Regions from separate parts of the Mus musculus genome. Here region 2 is linked to region 1. The links are chromatin contacts, called in public Hi-C maps. All regions are on one chromosome and are shown on one strand. The core of a region is the stretch at or near the end of the contact, and the rest is flanking DNA. Distances in the headings are between cores, read along the strand shown. Region 1 overlaps Fam102b (family with sequence similarity 102, member B). Region 2 overlaps Vav3 (vav 3 oncogene).

Evidence for each region. Hi-C and Micro-C count contacts between places; a contact is called where the count stands out from the background.
Region 2: a Hi-C map of LSK cells shows a contact between it and region 1, with 4 times the contacts expected there. The contact joins two enhancer-like sites.

The regions. Positions count from the first base shown.
Region 1 is chr3:109,009,713-109,017,198 of GRCm38.p6, reverse strand. All of the region lies in intron 1 of Fam102b (family with sequence similarity 102, member B), which reads left to right. Among named protein-coding and RNA genes, the nearest start is that of Gm43221, 13 kb to the right of the region's middle. Within about 2 kb of position 6,173, at least 124 of the 459 cell types and tissues checked have an H3K27ac peak or open chromatin away from gene starts, as enhancers often do. A contact at or near this core is called in LSK cells, where this site is marked.
Region 2 is chr3:109,359,581-109,366,840 of GRCm38.p6, reverse strand. The region is part of intron 1 of Vav3 (vav 3 oncogene); the gene reads right to left. Among named protein-coding and RNA genes, the nearest start is that of Vav3, 23 kb to the right of the region's middle. Within about 2 kb of position 4,795, at least 69 of the 459 cell types and tissues checked have an H3K27ac peak or open chromatin away from gene starts, as enhancers often do. A contact at or near this core is called in LSK cells, where this site is marked.

The sequences.
Region 1 (7,486 bases), core at 4,924-7,423:
TTGTGAACTACCATGTGGGTGCTTAGAATCGAACTCGGGTCCTCTGCAAGAGCAACAAGTGTTCTTAACCACTGAGCCAACTCTAGAGCCCCGGGTTCTCTCACTCTTATTATCTTGTTTGTTTTGATTTTGGAGACAAGGTCTCACTGTGCTGCTCTGGCTGGCCTGGAACTCACTGTGGAAACCAGGCTCACTGATTGGCTAGACTGACTGGACAGGGAGCCCTGGGAGTCTTCCCATCACTTCTTCCCCAGTGCTGTGAAGAACACACACACCACCATGCCTAGTTTTTACACGAGTTCTGGGACCCCAGATTGAGGTCCTCACGTTTGCACAGCAAACCCTTTCCTGACTGAGCCATATCTCCCAGCCCCTAAACAGAGGCCGAATTCTTCAGGAGAATTCTTTAGGTTGTATAGCCAGAAACATTAAGTACCAACTTTCACTGCTAGTGGCACATCTATATATTAGGAATACAGAATTGATGGGTGTTAGAGGTTAACTAACATTTCATTGTGGCTGTATACTTTAGTTGTATAGAACGTGTTCCTCTATTGCTATGCTAAGGTTATTTCCACATCTTGGCTTCTGTGGGTGCAGAAACAATAAGGAGTGTACATGTTTACCAACTGTAGCTGACAATAAAGTAGTCTACACAGTAAGACATACGTAGATGAAAGTGGTTACTCATCAGTTCAGTGTGAAAAACGCAGGACCCAGCTCCACTGAGTCTAAAACTCATTACCTCTATTCATGACCTGGGAGAGGGTTCAGTGAGGACCACACTTGGCAACCCAAGCATCTAAGGGTGTGGGTTCAGATTCCTGGAACCTACATAAAGCTACACAGTAGCACACATCTGTAACATAGTGCTCCTGTGGCAAAATGGGAGGCAGAGACAAGGGAATCCTCTGTTAGGCTGGCACACACATCCTCAAACTCCAGAGACCCTGTCTCAAACAAGGTGGGAGGTGCACCTGAGGTTGTTCTCTTACCTCCACCCCTGCACTGTGACATCCTACACCTGTACTCACACGAACGTGCACACATGCACACTCGCACACATGCACACTCGCACACATGCACACTCGCACACAGTAGTGAAAAAAGAAAGCCTGCCTTCTCTCCTGTATACCATATGGATGAGGGTTACAGGCATCCTAATGAAAAGGAGGAACACGAGGGTAGACCTGCCGATGGATAAGGTACAGTGGATAATTCCATTAATGGAAGAATCAGAAATCAAATTTTTGAGATGGTGTGCAGAGCCAGACCTGGTGGTATAACTACTGTAGTACCAACTACTTGGGAGTTGAAGCAAAAAGATCATGAGTTCAAAATCAGCCTAGGCTATACAGAGAGGTTATAAGCAGATGAAGGTTTGACCCTTAGCCTACATAAAGGGTCATATATTTCTTTTATATGTGTGTGAAGAGGGGTATGGATATGTTTATATGTACACACATGCAAGTGGGGGTCAGAGGTCAGTGTTGGATGTCCTCCTTCACTGATCTCCACCTTAGTGTGTGAATGCACATGTTCATGTGAGTGTGTTTGTGAGTAGGTGTGTACCTGTGGAGGAAAGAGGTCACCACTGGGTGGCTTCTTCAGTCACCCTCCAGTTTGTTTTGAAGACGGGGTCTCTCAGTGAACCTGGAGCTCACCAATTAATTCATCTAGACTGGCTGGCCCCCAAGTCCTATGGACCCTGCTGTCTCTGCCTCCTCAATGCTGGGATTACAAGCATTGGCTGCTGCTACATGTAGCTTTACACATGTAATAGGAATCCAAACTCAAGTCCTCAAACTTTTGTAGCAAATACTGTTTACTGACTGAGCCAACTCTGTAGCCCTGAAGCCATAAACTTCTTGATCTAAAACTGGCTCATTGGATCTGTAACTTTAGAAGCTATTTGTAGCTATTTTTCTACATTTTTAGAATAGTCACAAACGGCAACAACAACAAAAAAAAACATCTTTTTTGTTTAAAAGTCATAGCCTAGCCAGGCGTGGTGGCACACACCTTTAATCCCAGCACTCGGGAAGCAGAGGCAGGTGGATTTCTGAATTTGAGGCCAGCCTGGTCTACAGAGTGAATTCCAGGATCAGCCAGGACTATACAGAGAAACCCTGTCTCGGAAAAAAAGAAAAAAAAAAAAAAAAGCATAGCCTAGTAATTCAGTTGCTACATTTTTATTCTTAAAAATCTAAGTTTTGTAACCATTCCCACATTTGCATTCAGAAAGATATTTGTGTGGTGAGGGTTATATTTAAGTGGTAGTCATATTTTTTTTCTCCATTTGTTTTGATCTCTGAAAGAGAGATTTCATCTTTTCATAGACAATGCAAAGTTTTGGCCGTATTTTGAATCTGTAGTTCACAGCAACTCCTAAATTCTGTAAAGTTATTATTCCTTTGTTTTAAGGGATATGGAAAATGTATTTTTGTTCCTATACATATTGTCAGGTTTTGATTAGACTTTAGTTTTAGAGCAGTTTTAGTTTCACAGCAGAATTGAGCAGAAGGCACAGACATTTGTCATGTGGCCTCTAGTCTCCACAGCATCGTCTGCTGTTCCCTCTGGACTACAATGCACTCATCTTAACTGATGCACCTATAGGCAGGCAAGTCACCACCCACAGTCCGTGGTTTGGTGCTGTGCATCCTTTGGAGTTTTACACATGTAATGGTGTCTACTCTATAGAATGTGTAGGATGCCTTGCACCCCAGTGATTTACCCCTTTCTCCTTCCCTCCAGCCCCGGGCTTTTTATGGTCTGCATACTTTTGCCATTTTCAGAACACCATAGTCTATGAGTGGATTTTCATTTCCTTCCATGATTTTTACTTTATTGAATTTGGGATTTCATATTAAGTTTTCCTAGACTATGATAATATATTCCCAAATTCTCAGTGTGGGATCTTTTCTTAGATTATTATTATTATAGAAATGTTTTCCTATTGTATTTTTTGTGTGTCATCTGTATCTATATTGTTCTATCTAGAGGTAAATGGAATTAATAGTTTCAGAAAAAGAAATGTACTTTCTTGAATGAATTTGACAAATTTTAGATTACACATGTAAAAGGTGTACAAGAAAGAGATGCATTTCTCTTTCTTGTCTGGGTATTTTCACTTAGCATACTATCTTTCAGGCCTCATTATAAATGGGTAAATTTCCTTTTTAAGAAATAGGTGTGTGTGTGTGTGTGTGTGTGTGTGTGTGTGTGTGTGTGACATTTTCTTTACTCTTTCATCTTCTTTAGGTTTTTTCCAAATCTTGGCTATTATTAATAACTCTGAAACAAACATGGGATTGCAAGCATCTCTTTAAAATACTAATTTGAAGCATTTGCCCATAATCCAAGCACTTGAAACCTGAGACAAGAGAATTAGGAGTTCAAGACCCAGCCTGAGCTACACAGCAAGACCCTGACTTCAAAACCCAAGCCAAACATAATCAACCAAACCAAAGCACTTGATTTTGTTTGCTTTGGATACATACCCAAAGGTATATATGGTTGCTGGACATGTCGTGGTTCTGTTTTTAATTTTTTTGAGGAACCTCCATACCATTTTTCATAATGGCTTTACCAAAACCACATCCCAGAGTTCTCTTTTTTCTACATCCTATCAACACTTGTTCTGTTTTAACTCTTTAGTGACAGCACTTTAGTTAGAGGGGGTCCATCTTGCTTGGGTTTATGTTAATAGCTCCCTGGCACTAATGGTAAGCACCTCTACATTAACTCACTGGCCAATTGTACAAACATTTCAGAAATGATCGCTCAAGCCTTTGGCCCAGTTTTAATCCAAAAGCTTTTTTTTTTGTTGTTGTTGCTATGATTGAGTTGTGACTTCTTTACATATTTTATATATTAACACCTGATTACATGCATGGGCTATAAATTTTCTTCCATTCCATACAAGCAATGTGTGTCCTCATATGTGTGTGTGTGTGCAGTGTGGACATGTGTATATATTTTCACATGTATAGGGAATGAATGTGTGTCTTCATCAGGATATCTGTCGGCCACTAAATGCAACTCTTACATGACACTGTTGAGCTCTTTGCAATATTTGTAGCAGATTTTAAATAAGCTAGTATTAGCAAACACCTACTATGTGCCAATGAACGCTACCTTTTATATGAAATTTCTCTCACTAGAACAATTTAGGACAATAAAGAATTATCTGATGACACCTTTGTCTCCATTCAGTCTCATTCTTTGTCTCTTGGTAAGAGGTGACCCCTTCTGCCAAGGGCCAGTCCCTAACTATAGTCTGGGTTCTATTATTTCTGATATCTCAGGGATCAGTCTTCTCTGATAACACTATTCATACCCAGCCAAATGCTCACTTTGGTCCCTACACTATTTCCCCCTATCAGTACTGAAGTGTGCTTATCTTTCCTTCGTGTAGAAGTGAAATCATCTCTCATGTCATGTGCTCGGCTGGATGCAGCCCTAAGTTTCCCTACTGACTACTTCATTCCTAACAGATCTGAAGCGAGTTGCCCACATCTCTGTATCTCTTCTCCATAGTAACATGCTTCAGGCCCTCCTCGTGACCAACACTGCACTCAGCAGCATCATGGGTGGCTTTTTGTTGCTAAACCCAGTGACCCCTTTTAGGTCTCTACCTTACCTGACCTCACTGCTGTAGCTGATGTTGCTGAATAGGCTTTCTTAAAACTTGTACGTTGCTGTTGCAGATACCCTGGTTCTTTTCTTGTCCTGTTGAGAGGCCACCTCCTTGCCTTTTTTAACCTCTCTCCTGCTCTGATATTGGTGGCCCTGCAGGCTGTCCCCTTCCCTTTCTCCTTTACCACTCTCCTCAACTCAACTGGCCTCATCCTTTCCGATGGTGAGGACTTTTGCTCATGTTTTCAGTCCTCACCATTCATTCTCATTCTCATTCTCTCTCTCTCTCTCTCTCTCTCTCTCTCTCTCTCTCTCTCTCTCTCTCTCTCTCATTCTCTCTACATATCTGTCTGCAAACTGAGCGTTTCCAAGGAGAAGAATCTGAACTGGGATTCTGAACAGCATTTAGTGGCTGACACATATCCTGATGAAGACACACGTCTATTCCCTATACATGTGAAAATATAGACACATGTCCACACTGTACACAAACTGCCTGACCCACTAGAAGAAATGAATCAGTGAATGAGTAAATAAAGCGAAGCCCACTGCACAGTTTTTCATGATGATGTTCCTGCCGAGCATTTACTTAGGTTAAAAATGCTGCTGGAGTTGGCAGATGCATGTATTCTTTGTGTTCTTTAAAAGTCAGTCTTATAGATCTAGCCAATCTTCACAGCCTTAAAATACTTGTTTTTGCTTGGATTCACAAAATCTCCTTCTTTGTCAGAATCTACGTGTCTTTTAAAATAGACAGATCTTCAGTATATCAGGGAAAAGATCTCTATAAAGTTGGCCATTCTTTCACTTTGTGAGCAAATTGAAACAGACTCACAGGTGCGTGTAGCCTTGAGTATAACATTTATTATCAAGCTACACTGTACCCCAGGCACTGTTTGGGGCCATGTGGAATGATTTACTTCATCTCCCTGGGTTCCCCTGAGGTGTAGATCTCATGAGAAGGCACCGTACAGATGACAAATGTACCAGAGTGGCAGCTGGCAGGTAGCTGAGGCAGGGTTTGAACTCAGAGACTAGCTACGGGATAAGCACCTAACCTGCACACTGTACTTCCTGGCCAAGAGCTCACACTCCTCAGAGCAGATTTTCTTATATCGCTGCTTCTGAACAGTCGAAAGTGTCTTGAATAATCAGGACATGGTGTAATTGTAAATACGTGCCCAGAGGACGCATTCGCTGGTCCTCAGGAAATTGGTGGCATTGATATACTACTCATCACAAAGACTGGCTCTGTCAACTTCCACTGCAGTTTATGTTTAAGTTTTCAACAGCATCCTAGATTCCTTTTGGTTCTCTAAAACATAAACAGTGGCCATAGCAACTTTATCTTCTTCTGAGTCCTCTGCTTGTTTTGTGTTCGTTGCAACAGCTTTATCATGTCATCTTTGAAATGTTTGGCTTTCCATAGTGGTAACACAAATCACATTCCTTAGTTTTCTTTCTAGACAGTGGTTAAGCAACCGTCCAAAACTCATAGGAAGTCAGTGACTCACCCAACAGAAAGCAGTTAGTAATGTGACTTTCGTCCCCGGTGCCAAGTAGTTTTGTGTGGGTTTCCACGGTAACCCATCAGTATAACAAATGTCACAAACTAACTTTGCAGCCTTTTGGATTTGTTTAATTTGGACAGCTTTTTCCCAAGGTCTATGTGTACACACAAAAGATTACCACAGAAAACTCTGACTAAAAGCTTTAGGGACATAATACACTTTTGTTTTGGTTTTTTGGGACAAGGTCTCTGTAGCCCAGACTGGCCTCAAAAATCTCACTTAAACTCTTTTTTTTTTTTTCCTGCCATGTTTACCCAAGTGCTGTGATTGCAGATTACAGATGTGAACCACACTCTCAGGTGGAGATCTGAGGGAGATAGATTTGAGCAGGAACCATTAAGGAGACTCTTGGCAATGATTCAAGGAAATGATGTTAAGAATCTGAATTGTGACCATGCACATAGGAAACGGCTTGATTTCTGAGTGGTTAGAAAGTGACGACCAGGAATTTATTTATACCTGGTACCAGGTGTTTTTGGACTGTTTATTAAATGCTTACTGGGGTTGGCAGGCTGGATTCATGGGATTATGACAGTGGTACTGTATCTATTTTATGGGGTTGTTTGTATGCTGTGTCATGTTTGTAGGCTTGTTTCAGTTTGGTTTTGTTTTTGGTGTTCAAGACAGGGTTTCTTTGTATAGCTTTGGCTTCCTGGAACTCACTTTGTAGACCATGCTGTCATCAAATTCACAGAGATCCACCTGCCTCTGCCTGCCAAGTGCTGAGTGGGGTTAAAGGCGTGCGCCACCACTATCCAACTTGGACTTTTTTTCTTTAATCATTTCTGGGTTTCTCCTCAATAAGGTGTCTTCGTTACCACAGCATGAAGTCGTTAATAGACAAATAAATACTGCACAAATCTAGTTCATCCCAGCCTGATCTCTTGGCTTAGTAAACTGTCCTATATAAGGACCTGTTTCAGTGTCCTTCACATAAGCTGTTGCTCTGATACTTAGGAGGCAGAATTCAGGCAACTGGATGAAGCCATCTGTAGGAAGTGAACCTGGCTTATGTGTGGGTGGGGCTTTCCTAAAAGGCAGTTTGTAAGATCAAAGCGTTGATCCATGCAGTAGTCTTGTTTCCTTTGTTTTTTTTTTTTTTTGGGGGGGGGGGGGAGGGATTGATGATTTTGGTTTTTGAGATAGAGTATTGATTGCTATGTAGCACAGACTGGCCTTCGGCTCATGCTCTTCTCGCTTAGCCTCCCAAGTGCTAGGACACAGTGACCCTGCATCTGGATTCTGAGAGCACACTCCACATGGGAAGGGTACCG
Region 2 (7,260 bases), core at 3,546-6,045, 350 kb before region 1:
ACAAAACCTACTGTCACACCGGGCCTGTGACCAATCTTCTTGACACACACACACATCTGGCAGGAAGCCAAGGCCTCCCCTTCACTGAGGAAGCCAAGGAGAAGGAACTAGGACGGTAACCAGGCTGGACCCCTCAACCATAAAAGGGTGGGTGGAGGGTCAGGGGGATGAAAATACAGAAAGTGTGTCCAAAAGAAAAGATGGGGAGCCCAGCCAGAAACCTAGCTGGCCAAGCAGCGGGAAAAGGAGTTGCCAAGTAAAACCAGGCAAGACAGACGCAAAGGCCCTCGGGAATCCTGGCTCTGGGAGGGTCTAGCAAAACCAGAAGTTGCTGCAGGAATTCTCAAAGCAGGAGTGTCTGCTCTCAGCAGACGCAGAAGAATAGATGGGGAGGTAAGAAGCCAACTGAAGCGCTGTGGAAGGAAGGGCAATCCTCGTCCTTGAAGGATAGCCTGTACCCTGGGGATGTGACCTGGATATTAAAAATTCAAATGAGCCCTGTAAAGGAACTGGCTGTCCTTTGCCAGGTTTCTTGTTTTGGGATAAGCCCACATTTGTATGCTATTATCTCAGGACACTGAACTCATAACACACTCAAATATTTCCACATCCCTAAGAGCTCTATGGCTTTAATTACCTCCACAGCTGAAGCTACAAGCCATTTAATAAGTATTTATGGAACAACAACCAAAAAAAAATGATAATGAGAAGTGGATGGTTTGTCCTTGTTGCAAAATGAGGTTTCTGTAGTGTGACCTCAGCAAAACTGTGACCTCAAGTGTGCTAATCAGCTCACCAGGAAAAGAATAAGGAGTGTGTACAGATGGTGAGGGCCACCCTTTGCTATCCTTAAAGTCATCTAGACCTATTACTGTGCATCCGGTGTGCTTCGATTCTCCACAAGTGCATTCATTTTCTAGAAGACTTTTCTCCCCAAGACTCCTCTTCCACCTTCTATAATTTAAGGCTCTAATGTCCTCCCTAGGATGACAGCACAAAAAATGGTCCTGCAGCTCCAAGCTTCAAATGCTCTAAAGTTGATAACCCAGAGAATCTAGCATCCCTTTTTCTCCTATGTGAGAGACAGAGGTGGGGGTAAAGAGCAGACCAGACTGTGTCTTTTTTGTGGGGAGACAGAACCTGAAGAGAAGCCCAGGGGAGCCCACATCATACCTGCCCACAGAGAGAAGTTATCTCTCTTCTTGGACAAGAATGAACATAAACTAGGAATGTTATTTTACTGGAAGTCCTAATTATGAAAACAGAAAATATGAGCATACAGAAGCTCTTTAACAGCCACTTGAATTGCTTTTCTTACCCATTAAGGCCCCAGGCTATTGGTAGTATGGCTGTCTCCAAAAGAAGAGAGATCAGTTTAATAAAAAACCCTTTCCCTCTAAGGATGGGAAGGACATTTCTAGCCTGACAACTGTCCTTTTGGTAGCCTCTCCAGATCACTGGGGAAGAACTCTGGAAAAGACAGTGAACATAAATACCAAGATAAATACAGTCAATTGCAGCCGAGAGCTTCCTAATTGTCTTGGTTTCTAAGTAGAATTTCTGTAACGGTTTCAATGTGAAATGTCCTCCCACAAGACCTCGTGCTTGAGAGCTGTCCCTAGCTATTGGTGCTGTTTGAAGAGTCCATGTACTCTTTGGGGCTACGGTCAGGCTAGCAGAAGGGAGTCGCTGGGGGATGATTTTAAGGCAATTTACTTCTGGTTTAAGCCTCAAGCTGTCTGCTTTCTGACCTACCAAGATGTGAAAAGCAGCCATTGCAAGCTCATGCTGCCATGAGCTGACTACCTCTGTGGCCATGCCTTCTTTACCATGGATTGATATTCACTTACACTATGAGCCAGAATCTGTCTTTCCTCCTTAAAGCAGTTCTGCTCAGTCAATCCAGGGAAGCAAGTGCCTCTGACCAGTAAGAGAACAGGGCTGGTTAAATGAAATCCTCTGGAGAAGATAGTTCAGTTGATATAACACCTGTCTCAGCAACATGGAGAAGGAAGTTCCATGCCCAGAGCTCAGAACTCCATTTAAAATACTGGGACTGGTGGTAAGCACCTATAATCCCAGCACTAAGACCATATAGGCAGAAGCATCCCTGGCATTTCATAGCCAGCCATTCTAGCTAGCAACCATGTGAGGTACCTGATGAGGTCCAGGGCAGTGAGAAACCCTGTCTCAAAGGAGGTGGGCGGCATTTCTGAGGATCACACCTAGTGTTGTCTTATGGCACACCTATACACACAAAGGTACATACATACACCCTCACACACATGCACATACACAAATACATATACTTTTGAAAAAAATCCTGTCAGGTATTTGTTCAGTAATTTTCAGAACCAACTTAAATCTTATAAATTAGAAGTCCAAAGCTAATTTGAGATTGCATCTAGATTCAAATGATAGCACCATTACAGATATCTAAGTCTGAGTTTCCCCAGCAGTAAAGACTGAAGACAAAGCTTGCACCAGGTAATTGGCGTTGGGAAACAGTTCTGAGAAAAGAGACTAAGGTACAAGAGCAGTGGTTCTCAACCTTCCTAACACTGCAACCCTTACTACAGTTCATTACGGTGTGGTGACTGCCAACTATTATGTCACTTCATTGCTACTTCATAACTGTAATTTTTCTACTGTTATGAATCATAATATAAATAAATTATAGGCAAGATATCTGATATGATATGCGACTATTGTAGGAGTCGGGACCCACGGATTGAGAACCACTGTCATAGAGGCACAAAAATGGAGAGCCAGGGAGCAGAGGCAGAAGGAGGCGACACAGAAGTGAGCTTTACTGTTGGCATTTAGTGTTCAAGGCCACGCCCCCCTCTCAGGAGTCCCATGAAGTATGTCTGTGAACTCCTGCCTCCAGGAGGAAAAGAAATGATTTCACTTGACTATTCCTGTCCCCCCCCCCATCAGATAAAAGAACCCATCACTCTGTCATGACTCTTGCAAACTGCCCAGTTGTTCTTGCTTGTCTCGAAGCTTCCCACAAGGAACCATAGTGAGAGAAGCTCAGAGCAGGAAGAAGCGTGGGCAGGAGAAGTGGAGAACGAGAGGCCCCTGATAAGGTACATTCCAACAGTGCCTGTGGAGCACAGGGGAACCCACAAGGAACTGGCGGCTGTTGGGGATGGAATAGGAGAGAGGCAGAGGGGATTTTCAAGTGATACTCAGGAGGAAGCCAGAACAAGTTCCAGCAATACTGAAAGTCTCCATCCTCTTCTCCTACAGTCACTCAGCTGGAGCGAGGGCTGCCCAGGGAGAGATGTGGGGCTTCTTGCCCTGTCATTTGTTTTATTTTTGCTCTTGTTTCTTTGGTTTTCTTTTTTTTTTTTTTCTTTTCTTTTTTAATCTGTGATTGAGAAAGTAGAATTTTTTCAGAACACTGGACATTAATTCAGCTTAGTCTTAACTTTTATATCCTCCACTTTTAAAGAACCTAAGGAATGTCGAGGGCAGGCAGTAGTGGTGGTCATGGCAATAGCAGTGGCTCAGAGCTTTAATCCCAGCACTTGGGAGGCAGAGGCAAGCAGATCATTGAATTTGTAGCCATCCTGGCCTAGAGTGTGTTCCAGGACAGCCAGGGACAAGAAACAGAGAAAGAAAAGAGGAGAGGAGGGGAAGGGAGGGGAGGGGAGGGTCGAGTCAGAAGGGAGGAGGGAAAGAAGATGAGGTGGAGGAAAGAAAAAGAAAAAAGACAGACAGACAGACAGAAAGAGGAGAGAAGAATGTCAAGGCAAGCAAGATCATCACTTGCCAATACCACCAAATTTAAAGAGTTAGTCCTCAAGAGTAGCTTCCAATACCTAACAGGATACACAGGGCACACAGAACACACACCCATATAATTACAAAGGAGGGAGTGAGAGAAAAGGAGGAAGAGATGGACAGATAGATGGAGAAATAGTCAGGGGAGATAAGATAGAAAAGAGGAAGAACGTCAGGGCACTTGAAAGACAGAAGAATACAGAGAAGACTGCAGCACCATTGGTGTGTGCTTTGTCAGACTGTCTACAATACTTGCCAATTTTCCAAGAATCCATGAGGATGAATGGATAATCTGTAAGGAAAATTAACAACTGAAACTTATTTAGCCTTAAAAAGAAATCAAATTCTGACCTATATTATAGCATGGATGGGCCTTGGGGATATTATCCTACCTGAATGACCCAATTCATTTGAAGAATCACGAATAGTTGAATCTACAGACACAGAAAGGAGCATTGTGGCAGCCAGGAGATAGCGGAGAAAGGGGTTATCATTGAATATGTGCAGAATGCCAGCTGGGGAAGATGATAATGTTCTGAAGACAGGGAATGGTGGCTGCACAACACACTGAGTGTGCTCAATGACACTGAACTGTGACTTAGAAGTGGTTAAAGTAACCACAATCACTATGATTATATTATATGTGCACACAACAAAAACAAAGTCAACAAGGAGACAGCTGCTAACGAGGTTAATTTTGGCTCTGAGCTTTTGCTTACTGCTTCTTTCAAAGCTTAAAGGTCTGCAGTCCCAATCTCTAAGGACCCTGGGCATGGAACTTTTCTTTGCCAGCATGCAACATCCATATTTTTCATCTCCCTGGTGACATCTAAGCCCATGTTTCTGTCACTTGGGGTGGAACAGGATCTGGGTTCTGCCTCACATTCGTCACCACCACAATCTTTCACAAGCAGGAATTCTGAGTCTCAGGCCACAGCATCTGTTGCAACTGCCTTTTGCTTTGTGACTGCTTTGTGCTGTAAGCACTGTTTCCTGAGGAAGGGCATCTCTGAGACCTCCCATTTCCGCCAACCCAGCCCCAGCAGATGCCAGGACCACACTCAATACGCAGTGCTGCGTAGGCACCCCAAGACATGAGCATTCCTGAGCATTTTAAAAGCCATATCTTCGGTATTTTTATTTTCTGCCAGAGGTAGAACATGTCCCCTCGTGTTTAACTACTCTTGGAATTAAGATCATGTTTCTCCACTATTGTCCATTCATACAGACAAACTCAGAGATGCCCTCTTCCACTTCAGAGCTAACACTTCAGAGCTAACTCTGCAAAGGAATCACCAGGCCTTGCTTTTTTTCTTTCCTGTACTAGATTATTGCTTTTCTTATATTCTAAAATATTCCCCAAGATTTTACAGTCTAATGCCTCCCATATGAGGGAGAAATGCAGAGCTATGAGTATGTCCTCATACGTAATCATTACTCAGCAAATATTGTCTGCCTTCACTTCCAACCAAGGGGATCCCAACCAAGAGGTCACTGTGAGAAGCCCACATCTAACCAGGCCGAAACTGCCTCAAACAGCTCTTCCATTTTCACCTATGTTTATGAATGCCAACTGTTCTTTTAATCTGGGTTTCTCTGTCTACAATGACCATTCTCCTAATACCACCAAGTCACTCCTGTTTCTCCTTGATTTCTTAAGAAAATATGACCTTTAAAATCTAGATGTTGCAATATCACCCCTTTTTAATGACTCCTTTTCATGCTGAGTTTACAAAGATCTCACTGACTTGTTTGTCTCTCTCAACTTAAGAACATTCCATATAATTCATATAATTCTTTTTTTGTTTTGAGACAGGGTCTCACTATATAGCTTGGTCATGAATTCCCAGAGATCTGCCTGCCTCTGCTTCCCAAGTGCTGGTCTTAAAGATGTGTACCGCCTCACCCAGACCATTTTGTCCTAATTATCAATAAAATCTAAAGTTCTTCTCTAGGCGAAGCTACAGTTCCATAATCTAACTGGCAGACTTACATAATTAAAAACCCACAGCTTATATAACCATGCTTCATGGACAAACCTACAGTTCCAGGATCTAATGGGTAGAACGTTTATAATTAGCAAACCTAGTACAAAGACAAGTTGTGGTTTACTATGGAGGAACTTCCACTAGAGTTAGAAACATTTCTGACCTTTACAGAGTTCAGCTTCTTCCGGTCCTCATCTCTGAAACCTGCTCAGACAGAAAGACCATTCTTTGGCCTGCTTTTTATTGGTGAGTTTAGCTCTAACACAGGTGGTCTATCAAGATCATGTAGATAAACAACCAAATTACATACGATCCATCCCTCCAGGCCTGCCCTTTGCCCCAGAATGAGATTAACTTGATGTGTTAAAGATAATTTATCACTTCCTTCCTCAGTCTGCTTTTCATAATTTAAAGGAAGGACCTGACCGGACACAATACCACTCTTGCAAAGTCACTTTTGCAGTCTGCGGCCCTGGCATGGGCCTTACACCAAAATACAGAGAAAATGGCAAATCTGTTCTATGTTTAATGACTAAAAAGGTCCATTCTCTTTTGCAACCTCATCTAAAATGTCAGTTCTAGCAATTAAAAGAACAAAAAACAAAAAACAAAAACAATCCTCAAAATCTAAGTGCTTCAAGCCCCCACAAAACCCACCTCACACCCCCTGGCTAACATCAGCTCATCCAGCACTGAGCCTAACACTCATCACAAACAGCTGTGCTTGGCAGAGATGACCATATGCCTGCAGCCTTGGCTGCCGCGGGCTTCGCCATGCCCCACAGTCTGCATAAATATTCTCTTTTCCTACTGAGTGAAAAATCTAGTTGGTAATAGGTACAAAATAATGGTCAAATGTGTTTTCTTGATCAAAGCTCATCTTGAGAATGAAGGTTCCCCTTCTCCACCCAGCCCACACCCACCACTACCCAAGCAAACAAACAACAATAAAATCAGAAGTATATAGGCTTTGCACTTGAAGATAGAACTGCCCCTACTTAGTGGGTCATTTGGATGAGAATGGACAGAAAATCATCATCTCTATAGGCAAATCGGTCTCAAAGCCAAGACCCCAAAGAAACCAAGCAATATAGAGTATCCTAATACTCTAACAGAAACCAAGCAACGTACACGCAAGCATATCCTAATACTCTAACAGAAACCAAGCAACGTACATGCAAGCATATCCTAATACTCTAACAGAAACCAAGCAACGTACACGCAAGCATATCCTAATACTCTAACAGAAGGGCTACGGATGAAGACAGGGCAGGGAGAATCACCTCCCCTTAAACAGACCACTCTTAGAGATCTAGCTCTGGGCCGTGTTGCCCGTGCCTAACTATGTGTTCAATGAGTGCTGTCAAACAGATGCACCAAAGAACGAACTCTACTCCTTGAAAGAATAAAACGCAGTCTTGAGCTTGCAGACATTAACACTGTAATATAAGCTAGCTTGTCCTTCTCCAGTGAGAGGAAA